Linked DNA regions of Sus scrofa: region 2 is linked to region 1. Evidence: chromatin contacts called from public Hi-C data. All regions are on one chromosome and are shown on one strand. The core of a region is the stretch at or near the end of the contact, and the rest is flanking DNA. Distances in the headings are between cores, read along the strand shown. Region 1 has its middle 61 kb from the start of TGFBR2. Region 2 overlaps TGFBR2 (TGF-beta receptor type-2).

Evidence for each region. Hi-C and Micro-C count contacts between places; a contact is called where the count stands out from the background.
Region 2: a contact with region 1 is called in a Hi-C map of skeletal muscle, with 9 times the contacts expected there. The contact joins two enhancer-like sites. A contact is called at or near these places in 6 of 47 Hi-C or Micro-C datasets (embryonic fibroblasts, liver, retroperitoneal adipose tissue and 1 more) and 1 of 2 datasets of contacts at active chromatin or transcription factors (skeletal muscle).

The regions. Positions count from the first base shown.
Region 1 is chr13:16,719,693-16,726,064 of Sscrofa11.1, reverse strand. No RefSeq gene overlaps it. Among named protein-coding and RNA genes, the nearest start is that of TGFBR2, 61 kb to the left of the region's middle. Within about 2 kb of position 4,299, at least 18 of the 83 cell types and tissues checked have an H3K27ac peak or open chromatin away from gene starts, as enhancers often do. A contact at or near this core is called in retroperitoneal adipose tissue and skeletal muscle, where this site is marked.
Region 2 is chr13:16,832,281-16,837,912 of Sscrofa11.1, reverse strand. The region is part of intron 3 of TGFBR2 (TGF-beta receptor type-2); the gene reads right to left. Among named protein-coding and RNA genes, the nearest start is that of TGFBR2, 51 kb to the right of the region's middle. Within about 2 kb of position 3,417, at least 53 of the 83 cell types and tissues checked have an H3K27ac peak or open chromatin away from gene starts, as enhancers often do. A contact at or near this core is called in retroperitoneal adipose tissue and skeletal muscle, where this site is marked.

The DNA.
Region 1 (6,372 bases), core at 3,050-5,549:
ATATGCCATGGGTGCGACCCTAAAAGAAAAAAAAAAAAAAGACTGATGGGCTGGAGTGGAGGAGTGCTTAGGGTCTTAAGTACACCTGGGGTCTGTCTCTCCAGTGATTCTAGCTCAGGCCCCATGCACATGCAATACAAACAAGTAGAGAAAGTTCGTTTTCCATTTTATCATACTTCAGTGGGCTTTGGGATCTCCATGTGTCAGCATCATTAGTATCGGCCATTTGGGCAGACAGAATCTGGCACTGGTGGCCTTGGGTGGGGAAGACTTGGCAACATCAGCGGCAATGAGAGCCTTCTCGATGGGCTTTGGAGACAGGCAGCCTCTCTTAACGTTGCAAAGAGCCAAAGTGAAATGGAGGAAAAGGGAAAGAAAATGGCAGAAACCTAGTGTCATAAAGAAGACAATTCACAGAGTGTCTATCACAAACACTCTAGACATTTTCAAAACTCTATGGAAGGAATCTCAGGAGGGCTCTGTGTCACCCCAAAGTGGATGTATAAGAATGTTCTATTATTGTGTGAACCTTTTTTTAGTCCAAGGTCTGGACTGGAATATTTGGGGGGATTAGTGTAATTCAGAATTATAAATGATTATCTTTATTTAAAGAATGTGATACATATCCACTCCTCAGGTATTAGTAAACTGAACAGAGTTGAGAATGAATCTTGCCATAGTTTTGAAATTGGGAAGTTAAATTCAGACTTCTCTTTTCCAATTTTTTCTTTTCCTGATGCAGTAGAAAGGCTTTGGAAGTGTCTGATATTTAATACATGGGTTAAATTAGTGAAGTTTTTTTTTTTTTTTTATCTTATCTGATCTTCAGTTTCTTTAACTGGAAGATGTGATAGTAATATCTACTTTTCAGGGGTGTGGAGAAGGGACTTGATATAGAGACCACCTGGGTGAATGCCTGGCCTTTAGTGGATGCTTAACATACATTAGCTCTCTTTCTGCCTTTATCTCCATTCATTAATCAAGATTCTTCCCTGATTCCAAGCTAGTAGAAGTTCAACAGAGAGAGGACATAAGGGCAAAAAGAAATAAACTTCCTATGGTTCTATAAGTCTGTTTTTGATGTTCATTACATCCTTAAGGAATTGGAAGAAAAGGAAGGGTTTGGCTTCAACCCCATCCTCCCTCCATTTCCATCTAGACCTTGAACTCACGTTTTCAATTGCTGGAGTTTTTAGCTGGGATCATCTTCACCAAAATATGGAGGCTGTAGGTTTTTCAGGAGTCATCTCAGAACTTGTGAAATACTCACAGGTGTTTTTCCTTTCTATTTCTGGGTTATGCAAATATAATACTTGTGTGTATGTGTAGACTCTTGACCATGAATAAATTTTATTAACTTATTAAAATTAGTAACTTTGCTACATAGATATGGAGAAGTTCCCAATGGAAGTATAATTCCAGGGCCATAGTGTTCTGTCCCTAGTGGACCCTTGCAAAGCCCATTCCTACATTCAAACATTTCTCTAATTATGTACGTTTTTCTTTATCAGCAGTTGCTTGATTGTGTTCTGGTGAGTGGTCTGGAGTGTGTCTGTGCTCATGTGTGTACATACAAAATAAGCTATAACATGTTGTCATGAATAGAATACCATTTTTGGATTCCAGGAAACCTATGCTTAAGTTCTGTTCCCACTACTCACTAACTCTGTGACCTTGACCAATTTACTTAACTGCACTAAGCTTCAGGTTTTTTTTTTTTTTTAATTTAAAAATGGGATTTGGAAAAATTCATGCACAAACTGAGCACCCCAAAGATGGTAGCTATGCTATTAATATTCCAAATACAGTGAATAAGGTAGCAGTATATAAATATTACACACAATATTGTTAACAGATAGGTTTTATGAGAAATGTTTCAAAAATATTTGTTCAGATCTTTGGATACTAAAGACCACAGAGAATAGCCAAAAATATTTCACAAAATTTCCGCTAATCAAGGGGAAAGTAAGGCAACTTATTAAAAAAGTTAATACTTTAACAATCCTTCCCAATTCAGTCATTGGGAGTTAACAGTAAAAACAATATTGAGTCATCATATTTACTGAAACTCACCCAGCAGAGATCCTCCAGGGCCTGTTATCTTCCTGGGAGGAACTCCATCTTAGTACTGTGGCCTCTTCCAAAAAAAAGAGCTGGCAGAAAACAATACCCTGCCTGGAATTCACAACAGTTCCTCATTTGTGAAAACAAACAAACAAAAAAGTTCATTTCCTCCCAAATCTTCTCAGGATCCTTTCTCCTGATTTATCTTGTAAAAATCAATTTTCCCATGGCCTTCTCTACTCTTCCATGAGGGAGCCGGCCCACCCTCTCCTAGGTGGAAGGGAAGCCTTCAGGGACTACATTATGTCACCTAGATGTTTCGAGATCAAGTCTGAAAGGATTCAATTCACAGAATTTAATCCATAGACTCTCCATAGAAATTATTTCTGGAAGATAATTCTATAAGTGATGAAACAGTTCTCATTTTGAAAAAAAAAAAGTCTATATTTTCCAGGTTTTTTTGTTTTGTTTTGTTTTTGTTTTTGTTTTTTTTACAGTAAATATTGATTACTCATGAGATAAAGTACAATGAAAGTTAAAAAGTATGGTGGTGTCAGGGTTGTAGCCAGATACACTTTTCTTAAAATTTATCCCTGTTTTCCTCATGCGTTGCTTTTATGGGCTTTGCACTTGCTATATATTGCCTTACTTAATTTTCCCAAACATATCCACTTATGTTGCCCATTCGCCACTAAGACAAAGCCCAGAGAATTAATAAGCTGATCCAAGTCTCAGAGCTAGGAAGAGACAGTGTCAGGATTCCACCATTACTGAATTAAGAGCCTCATTTTTAACACCCTACAAATAGGTAGCAATGCAGGAATTTGAACTCAGGTTTGTCTGATCAAAGTGTATATATTTTAACTACTCATTCCTTCAGACATCTTCCTCAGGTGAAAAACTGAGAAACTGATCAATGTAGTTTCTTTTTGTGGCAATAATTAACATGATGAAAAAAGTGGATTTTTATCCCTGACAATTAAATGCCAGTTCTTTTTCCCAAAATTGATGGATTTTATGGGACAAAATCCTTGGTTATATTCATGACTCTATATAAAAAGGGCCCTTTCTAAAGCCAGAACACCCATAAATTATATCTTCATTTTGAAATTTGTAGGGAAGCTTCCAAAGATACTAAATGAGAAGATGATAAGGGGGAGATGGAACAAATGGAAAACACAGAGTCATAATGTGAACCCAAAGATAAAGCCAATTAACAAAAGCATGAAATAACAGACTTTATGCATTTGCCACTAGCAAATAAGTAAAGAAGAAATGACTTAACATGGTAGTGCCTGATATTCTAAATTTTTGTCAACAGAATTTGAAGAGCTTAATTTTCATTGGGTTACAATTTAATGACCATTAAGTACCCTCTAAGCCAGTTATATTTTGACTTCCTTTGAGTTTTAAAAACTTGTCCCCCAAATCTTTCCCCACCATGCTTATATTTCCCCTCCTCAGAGTTTAGTTTTGTGTTTAAAAAAATCTTCTATTTATTTTCATTCACTTCAGGGTGAGAGACAAGGGTTTATTTCTCCCTTGTGGGGTTCCAGCACCAAGGTCAAGTTTAACTGAATGACTAAAGGAATGACTCTAATGGCAGCAAATATGAATTAGTCCAACTGCCAAGGAACAAATTATAAAACTAGTCATGTGCTTTTAATGCAGTCCCAGGTTTCAATTTTGGAAAGCTGGATTTAAGAATAACTGAAATCAGTGCCTAAAGGCTGATGGAGGAAGAAGAATAAAGTCTTAGCTGTTCTGCCTTCATCATATTAAATTTCAAGCCCCCCATCCTCAGCCTCAATTTCAAGCAGAATTAGCTGGGAAGCTTGAGGATGGCACATTTAGGAGTCTGGGGGAATTGATAAAGAAGGGAGACCCAAACTCATAGGGTCAGATTGTGCAGAGCTGGCTGGGGGGTGCACACTGCCATTTGAGAAATGGCCCCATTTGCCTCTGAAACCCATCAGATCTGGACTGAGAGTTGTTGGATTTTATTATTGTTTATCCCTTGACCTAGAGCCAAAATAAGCCCCTGAACTGAATATTCAGGTTTGCATCTAAGGCATTTTGGTGTCTCCACTGTGGCAAAGGAAAACACTTTTTTTTTTTTTTTTTCCTGTTGCTATGTATATTGGCAACCATCCTATCCAAAGGATTGTGCTCCAAGAACTCTGGAAACACCTGCCAGCAGAAAACTTGGGAGCTTTGTTTAAACAATTGTACCTGCCAACTTTCCAGTACTGTTGACTTTGCAGGACTGAAAAACGTGGACTATTTTAAAACCTGTTTGATGGATAACAGGAACTGGGTCATGGAGATGATGCATGGAATGTGCCTAGAATGATGTGTATCTTTTTATTTTTTTTAATTTAAATATTGCATAGTCTGGGCCTTCTGCAAGGACAGTGCAGTGCTAATCTCCCTCCAGTCCTGAACCCACCATATGGCTGTGAATGGGGAGAATGCTTGGGCTGAATTCAGGATATCTGGCAACAGAGAGTTTCCAGGAAGCACAGTGGTATTTTGAAAGCACCGGGCTCTGTGACACATACAAGCATGAAAATGATGACCTTCAGTTTATCATGAGTATGGAGATTCCTTTTGTAGTATCTTCTCTCACACATTGTCAATCACCCAGTGTGGATACATTTTTACATCTTAGTGAGAAATTAAATTCCAAGTCTGAGTCTTTATTGGACTCTAATCCAACAAATAGTTCCTCTCGGCCTGTAAAATAACTACTACAGTCAATTGCCCAATAGGCAAGATGATTTCTTGGTGTAGAAAATAAAGACATGGGGATGTATAATGCTCAATGGTTGGCAAAACAAAAACAAAACAAAACAAAAAACCATGCTCAGGACAGTAGCACTTAGTGGCATTTGCTTTGACTCCCACAGGCAGTTCATGATTGTTAGTAACTGAGGTGAGCAGAGGAGCTGCAAGAACACTGAGTCCCTACCTGGCAGAGTATAAAGTGGTCCCATTGAACTTCAGCTCTTTCCTTGGCTAAGTGTGACATGGTGAAGTTTTCTGGAGGGACCAGTGCTATTACCCACATGTACACTCACCGGAGGATGCTGGTCTGTGTTCTGTGATTGGAAGGAAGAATGCTGAAAACATCATTTTCAATGTGTTCATCTTCTGGCTTGCCATGAAATTCTTATTATCTTGAGTTATTCCTTCAGATTAAGTCTCGTTAGGAAAGTTACTTTGCTTCTTAGATTCTTATCCATAATGTTAGAGAATTAAGCCCTGAATTGTTTAGCTATCACCATGCTAAGACTTTACACTGAAGGTTAACAGGTCAATTGTGACCCACCTGGCGTTGACTAAAGCAAGTCACATCCTAGAGTCAAGAAGTGTGGAAATACACTCCATCCATGAAGAGGGCATGGCAAAGGTGTGGTACAGGGAGAGAACTGGGGTCAGTAATTCAGCCTATCACAGACTGGTGTAGAGGGTTCTAAGCTTTTGAGTTCTTGTCTCTATAAAAGAGAGTTTTCAAGTACAGTCTGTTTCAGAATCCCCAAATTTAAAACAAAATCTACGACCATTCTGTGGGCCCTCTATGGAACTCTTCAGGCACTGGGTTTCAAACTTAGTGCCTATAAGTATCTTTCTGGGAGCTTGTAGAAATTAAGGTACTGTGGTCTATAAAAGACATTTAGAGATTTAGGGGAACTGAGAAGAGAGTCTAGGAAATACCATTTTTTAATTTTTAATTTATTTTTATTTTTTTTGGTCTTTTTGCCATTTCTTGCGCTGCTCCCATGGCATATGGAGGTTCCCAGGCTAGGGGTCCAATTGGAGCTGTAGCCACCGGCCTACGCCAGAGCCACAGCAACGCGGGATCCGAGCTGTGTCTGCAACCTACACCACAGCTCATGGCAACGCAGGATCGTCAACCCACTGAGCAAGGGCAGGGATCGAACCCACAACCTCATGGTTCCTAGTCGGATTCGTTAACCACTGTGCCAAGACGGGAACTCCTCTCCAGACACTTTTGATGCAAGGGCTTTGTGGAGCCTAGCTACTACAGGGTTCTGAGCAGCATTTCTATTTTGACAGCATGTATAAGTGTCTAGCACTGGTTTACTGAGTCATGTTGTTTATGTCAGCTGAAATATGTTACTTTTCCAATCCCAGTTGATACACATTTGGCAGGGATAGCAAGTCCACAAGCCAATGCAAATACAGGATGTGGAAGAGGAAAGGAGCAAAGACACCTTGTCAAGGTGTGAATACCAATATCTCAGATTTTGTTTACCACTGAAGTCCTAAACAATATAGGTAAAT
Region 2 (5,632 bases), core at 2,168-4,667, 110 kb before region 1:
CCCAAAAGAGAGAGTTGCAGACCTATTAGGATAAAGTCTAAACATTGGGATGTTTTGAAACATATTCCTGGAGTTCCCCGGTGGCTCAGCAGGTTAAGGATCTGGCATTGCCACTGCTGCGGCGTGTGGGATGGTTCTATTCCTGGCCTGGGAAATTCCATATGCTCTGGGTGTGGCCAAACTGTATACATACATAAATAAATAAAACATATTCATTACAAGAAGTCAAATATGGCCCTCCTGTAAGTCCAAAGCAAAAGACCACATGAAGATTCTCTTCCATGGGATGGGAGCTCTCAAACTGCTGTGGGCATTTAAGCCGTTTCCCTAAATCATCTCTTTTTCAGGTTGAATATCTCTGTTTTCTTCCATCACCCCGAGAAAGACCTATTTATCAGACTCTGAAGCCTGACATATTTATCAGACCCTAAAATCTGCCTTCCCAGCCCAGAGCAGGCACCCATAACAGGCCGGGTCCCTTTTCTAAGTATAAAGTAATCTGTTCTCTGAAATTGTTCTGGCTTTGCCAGCTTCTCTGTGATGTTTCTCCAGACCCAGCTCTGACACTTGGAAGGTAATCAGTGTAGACCAGTGGGGCTCAGCACTCTTCCCAATGAGAGCAGATTCGGGGTCATTCCCATGTTTCCTTGTGATTCTCTCCATCAGGTCCCCCCACTTTCAGAATGACCTTAGCTCACCTCTGAACCCCCTGGGTCTTTATCACATGAGCAGATGCCAAGCAGGCTTCCTGATAAGCTGCTCCGCTGCCATCAGTCATGTCAACTGAGAGGCCTGGCTTGCTGGCTGTCACTTCAGGCAGTTAGACCTGAACCCTCCCATTGCCGTCAGACACTCCTTCCCCTGTGCTGACCGTACTTCCCACATGAGGAGAGAGCCTACAATGTGCCAGGCTTTGCCCAGGACACAAGACCTGTCTAAGGAATGTCTGTTCTCCATGGGCAGAGCCTGGGCCTGACCTGTGCTCCCGGGAGCAGGAGTCTTTCATTCCCTGCTCCATGTTCTGGGTTTCTGATCGCTAACGGAGCCTGGGCCTTGTTATGATCTCCCAGCTGCCCCGATTCTTTCATTCTTTTCCTGGCTGCCTGTCTGGATCCCATCTTCCACCCTGTCTAGGGACCCTTCATGGTTTCAGGAAACCTGAAGGCAGAGAGAGCACACTTAAGTTATTCTAATATCTTCTCCAAGGTGGACTAGACTACTTAGAAAAAGCACATCCATTATGCATGTTATCAATACCTGTCAGGTCACCAAAACACCTCCTGTCTTCTCTCTGGCTCCACCTGAACCACACACACTCTGGTTGGTTTTCTGGCACCCAAATTCTGTCATCCCATCTCCCAGTCACACAGCCAGATGGCAAACACGTCTGTCCTGAATGTAGAACGTCACCAGCTCTAAGACCTCAGATGCCTAGTGAGGGAGACCCCTGGCCTCCTTCTCAAGCCACTGCCTGCAAAGTGTGGAAGGCACAGTGATTTGCCTCTTAAGGAATCCTATTATTCCCCAGAGAGTGGGGGGGGGGAAATGCAGGTGTGTGTGTGCTTGTTTTTCTCCTCCTCTAACCTGGAGAGCTGAATTTGGCTACTTCCTGTGGTGGTTGCTATTCTTTAATTGTTGCCATCCTGTTTCAGGCTATATGAGGAACACGATGAAAAATAGAAAAAGATTTGGCAGAACAAACTGTCTTGAATCCAGTGGTTTCTAACACTGGCTGCATATTAGAAGAGCTTGATGAGGGTTTTGTTTTTTTTTTTTTAATCTGGACACCAGGCCCCAGACCAATTAAATCTGAAACTGCAGGACTAAGACCTAGCTAATGAGTCATTTTTAAACCTTCTCAGGTGTTTCCAATGTGTAGCCAAGATTGAGAACAACTATTGCAGCCCGACAGGAGACTAGGATGGGATCTGGAAAAGAGAAGGCAAGGAAGGAATTTTAATCACTACTTTTAGGATTCATTTCCAGCATCGATGCTGGAAACAGCAGTATGAGCTTCATATATACATACACACACACACATATATACATAGATACACACATATATATTTAAATAGAGATGCAAATTTGATTTCTTTAAAAGTTAATAATGTGTGAAATCTAAAATATGGCAGATAAACTTATCTATAAAACAGAAATAGACTCACAGAAATAGAGAACAGACTTGTGGTTGCCAAGGGAGAGGACTGGGTGGGAGAGGGAAGGACTAGGAGTTTAGGGTTAGAAGAGGCAAACTAGCATATATCGGATGCATAAACAACAAGGTCCTACTGTAGAGCACAGGGAACTCTATTCAGTATCCTGCGATAAACCATAATGGAAAAGAACATGAGAAATAATTTCATATTATATATATATATATATATTCTGAGTCACTGTGTTGTACACCTGAAACTAACACATTGTGAATGTAAATCAACTATACTTCAATAAATTAGTTTTGAAGGCATAATTATTGCTGGAAACATTGCTATTTTAGCTGCATGCAAGAGTTATCTGAGGATCAGAAAAGGTTTTCCAGAAGCAAGTGAGCCAGACGTCCAACTGGAGGTAAATACAAGCCTTGGAGTTCAGGACGGGCGGAAACAAGGGTCAGTTTCCCAGAGGTTAGTTAGCTCCCAGGTGTTTTTCCACTGGTGGGACACTGAGGTACTTGTCAAGTAGCAAACAGTCTCCTGGACCCTTTTTGCTGTCACCCATCTGTGTGTTGTTTACAGAACACAAGGAGGCAGCTGTGAGATGAGAGATGGCTGACCACAGCCTGGCAGCAACGCCAGCCTCACTGGTCCAACTGTTTTATTGGCTACTCACATCCAGGGGATGGGATTCGAAACAGACTGTGTCCTTAATGGATCCCACACTACTGCGATTCACGTCAGAGTGAGGTTCAAGGGTAGAAATATTCACAGCCGGCAACCACATCTGGCCTCAGAACATCTTTGTTTACTTTGTTGCTTAGGGAAAATAAAAATCCACAAAAACCAGTTGCTTTGCCTGAAGACACTAGAAATGCATGCTAAGCTTCACTCGGCTGAGTCAGAGCCCTCCAGCATGTATGATCTTTATTATTTCCTTGGCCAGACACGGGCCAAGTTCCCAGATGCAGAGGATGCTTCTAACCTAACTCATTCTCCACCCAAGGCTCCTTCAGTCCTGAGTCATCCCCTCAAATAACTGATTTCTATTCCCCAGAATGAGATGGGTGACTTTTAATCCGCAATTTTCTTCCTCTTCTAACAACTTTTCTCCTCCGTATTGCCACACTTTTTTTTTTTCTTTTGCAATGAGACCAGAAAGTAAATCTGGCATGTTTCTTTAGAAACAAAAAGGCACAAGTGGTGAGCCAGCTATTTTGAGCTGTGAGAGCACAGTTCAAAGGCCACACACCAACAGCACCATCATTCTGCTGATTTCTTACACGCAAGAACCCAGAGCTTCCCTTACGAAGGCAGCTGCCGGAGGCTGGAGCAAAACACACAAAATGAGATTTGAGAGAAAGAGGCCAGCACATCCAAGCCCTCCCCATCTCAGAAACCCAGCTGAGTCCATAAAACACCCCAGGCACGTGATCCACACCGGGAGTACGCCTGCTGGATGGCGGGAAGCAACGTTATTAAGGTCACAACAGGTCCAGAGGGAACCAGCTGGCTGAGATGTTCTGCTAGCGAGTTAAACAGAGACAGGAAACCGCGTGTCTGATACTGTAAAAAAAAAAAAAAAAAAAAAAAAAAAAATCATTTGTCTTCCTGCCAGCTTTAGGCTTGCAAACCAAAGAGGCTGTTTTCATTTAAAAGAAACTCGACAACAATGAGGGAGGAAAGAAAGAAACTTTGTGGCTGCTTGAGTCCCAGACTCAGTGCTCCCAGCCTCCCAGGTGGGGAGCATGCGCCTGCGCTACTGTGGCCCTGCAGGCAGACTCAGGGTCTCAAGGAGCATGTTCTGGGTGATGGGCACTTTCTACTTAACCATGTAGGGTGAACTTTGAGACAGAGTGGTTTCTAGAGTCCTGGTTTCTAATTAGAAATAACTGACATATTTACTGCTCATTCCATCCTGTAAAAAAAGAAAAATCTCATGCAACCCAGAGATGGGCATGTAGTGGAGGGAGCCAAAAGAAATTCAAGCAGGAGCTAGAATCCAGACAAATGGAAGGTCCATAAAGGAACACTGGCAAGCAGGGGTGATGTCAGTGTACAAAATGCATGCTCACATGCTTGCTAGAAGCATAACTCACGCTTTTCTGGTAGTTAGCGTTGCAGGAAGAAATGCAACAACACAACGTGGTCATCTACATCAGGGGTTGAAGCCTTGTTTGCAAATAAAATTTTATTGGAACACTGTCTCGTCCCCTTGTTTACAGATCCAGCAGCAGCTGCAGTGAGGCTCTGTGGCTTGCAAAGCCAAAGATATTTTTGTAACTGGTCCTTTAGCAAAGAAGTCTGCAGACCCCTGCTAGATATGCCTCCGAGTGTCCTTAAGATCAGAAGCAAGTATGTCCTCCTGAGGGGAGAAAACGTTCCAGGGCAGAGAACTGACTGAAGTTTCTCCCAGCTCCCTCAGCAAGGTGATGGTACAATGCAGAGAAGAGTTTCCTCAACGGTGCACTTTCCAGTGAGTATGTCCCTCGGATTCACAGGTACCAAGAGAATGGATGGTACCTACACACCAGTCAGCTGAAGGAATTTACTGCAAAGTACCTCCCTCATCTGACAAAACCCAAAGAGGAGGCATTTGAATCTACCAGAACAACAGTAACTATTTTCAGCTGAAATTTACTGCATATTGCTCTGTGCCTGGAACTAAGTTCCCTACATGAATAAACTCATTTATCCTCACAAAAATTGCACTCAGGTGACTGTGAGCCATGGAGCAGAGCAGTCCTCCTGGGTTCCCTTACCTGCTGCCCTCCACCCAGGTGCCCCTTTCCAGTATGATCTTTGGCTTGGTCAGGTCACACGTGTCTCCTCTGGGCAGTTTCATTTCCTGGGGTTAGACTCCAGCCCCACTCTGGGGCCCTGGAAGGGGTCCCCCCTCGGCAGTTCCAGAGGTGGAATTAGATGCAGGCTCTGCCTCTAAAGCAGTGATTGCCTTGCTTTTTAAACATGGCCCCACCCGAACCACAAGTGACACCAATTCATCAGCATTGCGTGGGTGTGGCCTGGGGCTCACTCAGCACCTCAGACCCACCCCTAGGTGTTTCCAGTGAGTGAATGGGTTCGAGAATCACGAGACCTGTGGGCTTTTACAAGGATAGATGGACACAAAGGCAAGTCTGAATGCCCTCCCCACTCTCCAAGGGCCCAGTGCAGGGAGAATGCCAAGACTGATCTGCTGAGGTTGGGGGTAAGGAACTGCTGTTTTCACCTCTGGAGGGGAGAGGAGAAAACAGAGCTGCAGAGATGTTAAGAAACTCAGACCAGGTCATTGAGCTGTCCAGGAGTTTTCTCTTGCTCTTAAAAGTTCTGAAATAATAAAACGCTTTTTCAATGACAGCTGGTCCTGAGTCTGAGTTCACCTACATCAAGATGCTTTCAGTTCTTTCTAAGGTCCGGGATCATTCACTCTTGGTAGAGAACTGAGGCTGGAGAATTCATGTAACTCCTCCCAACGCACA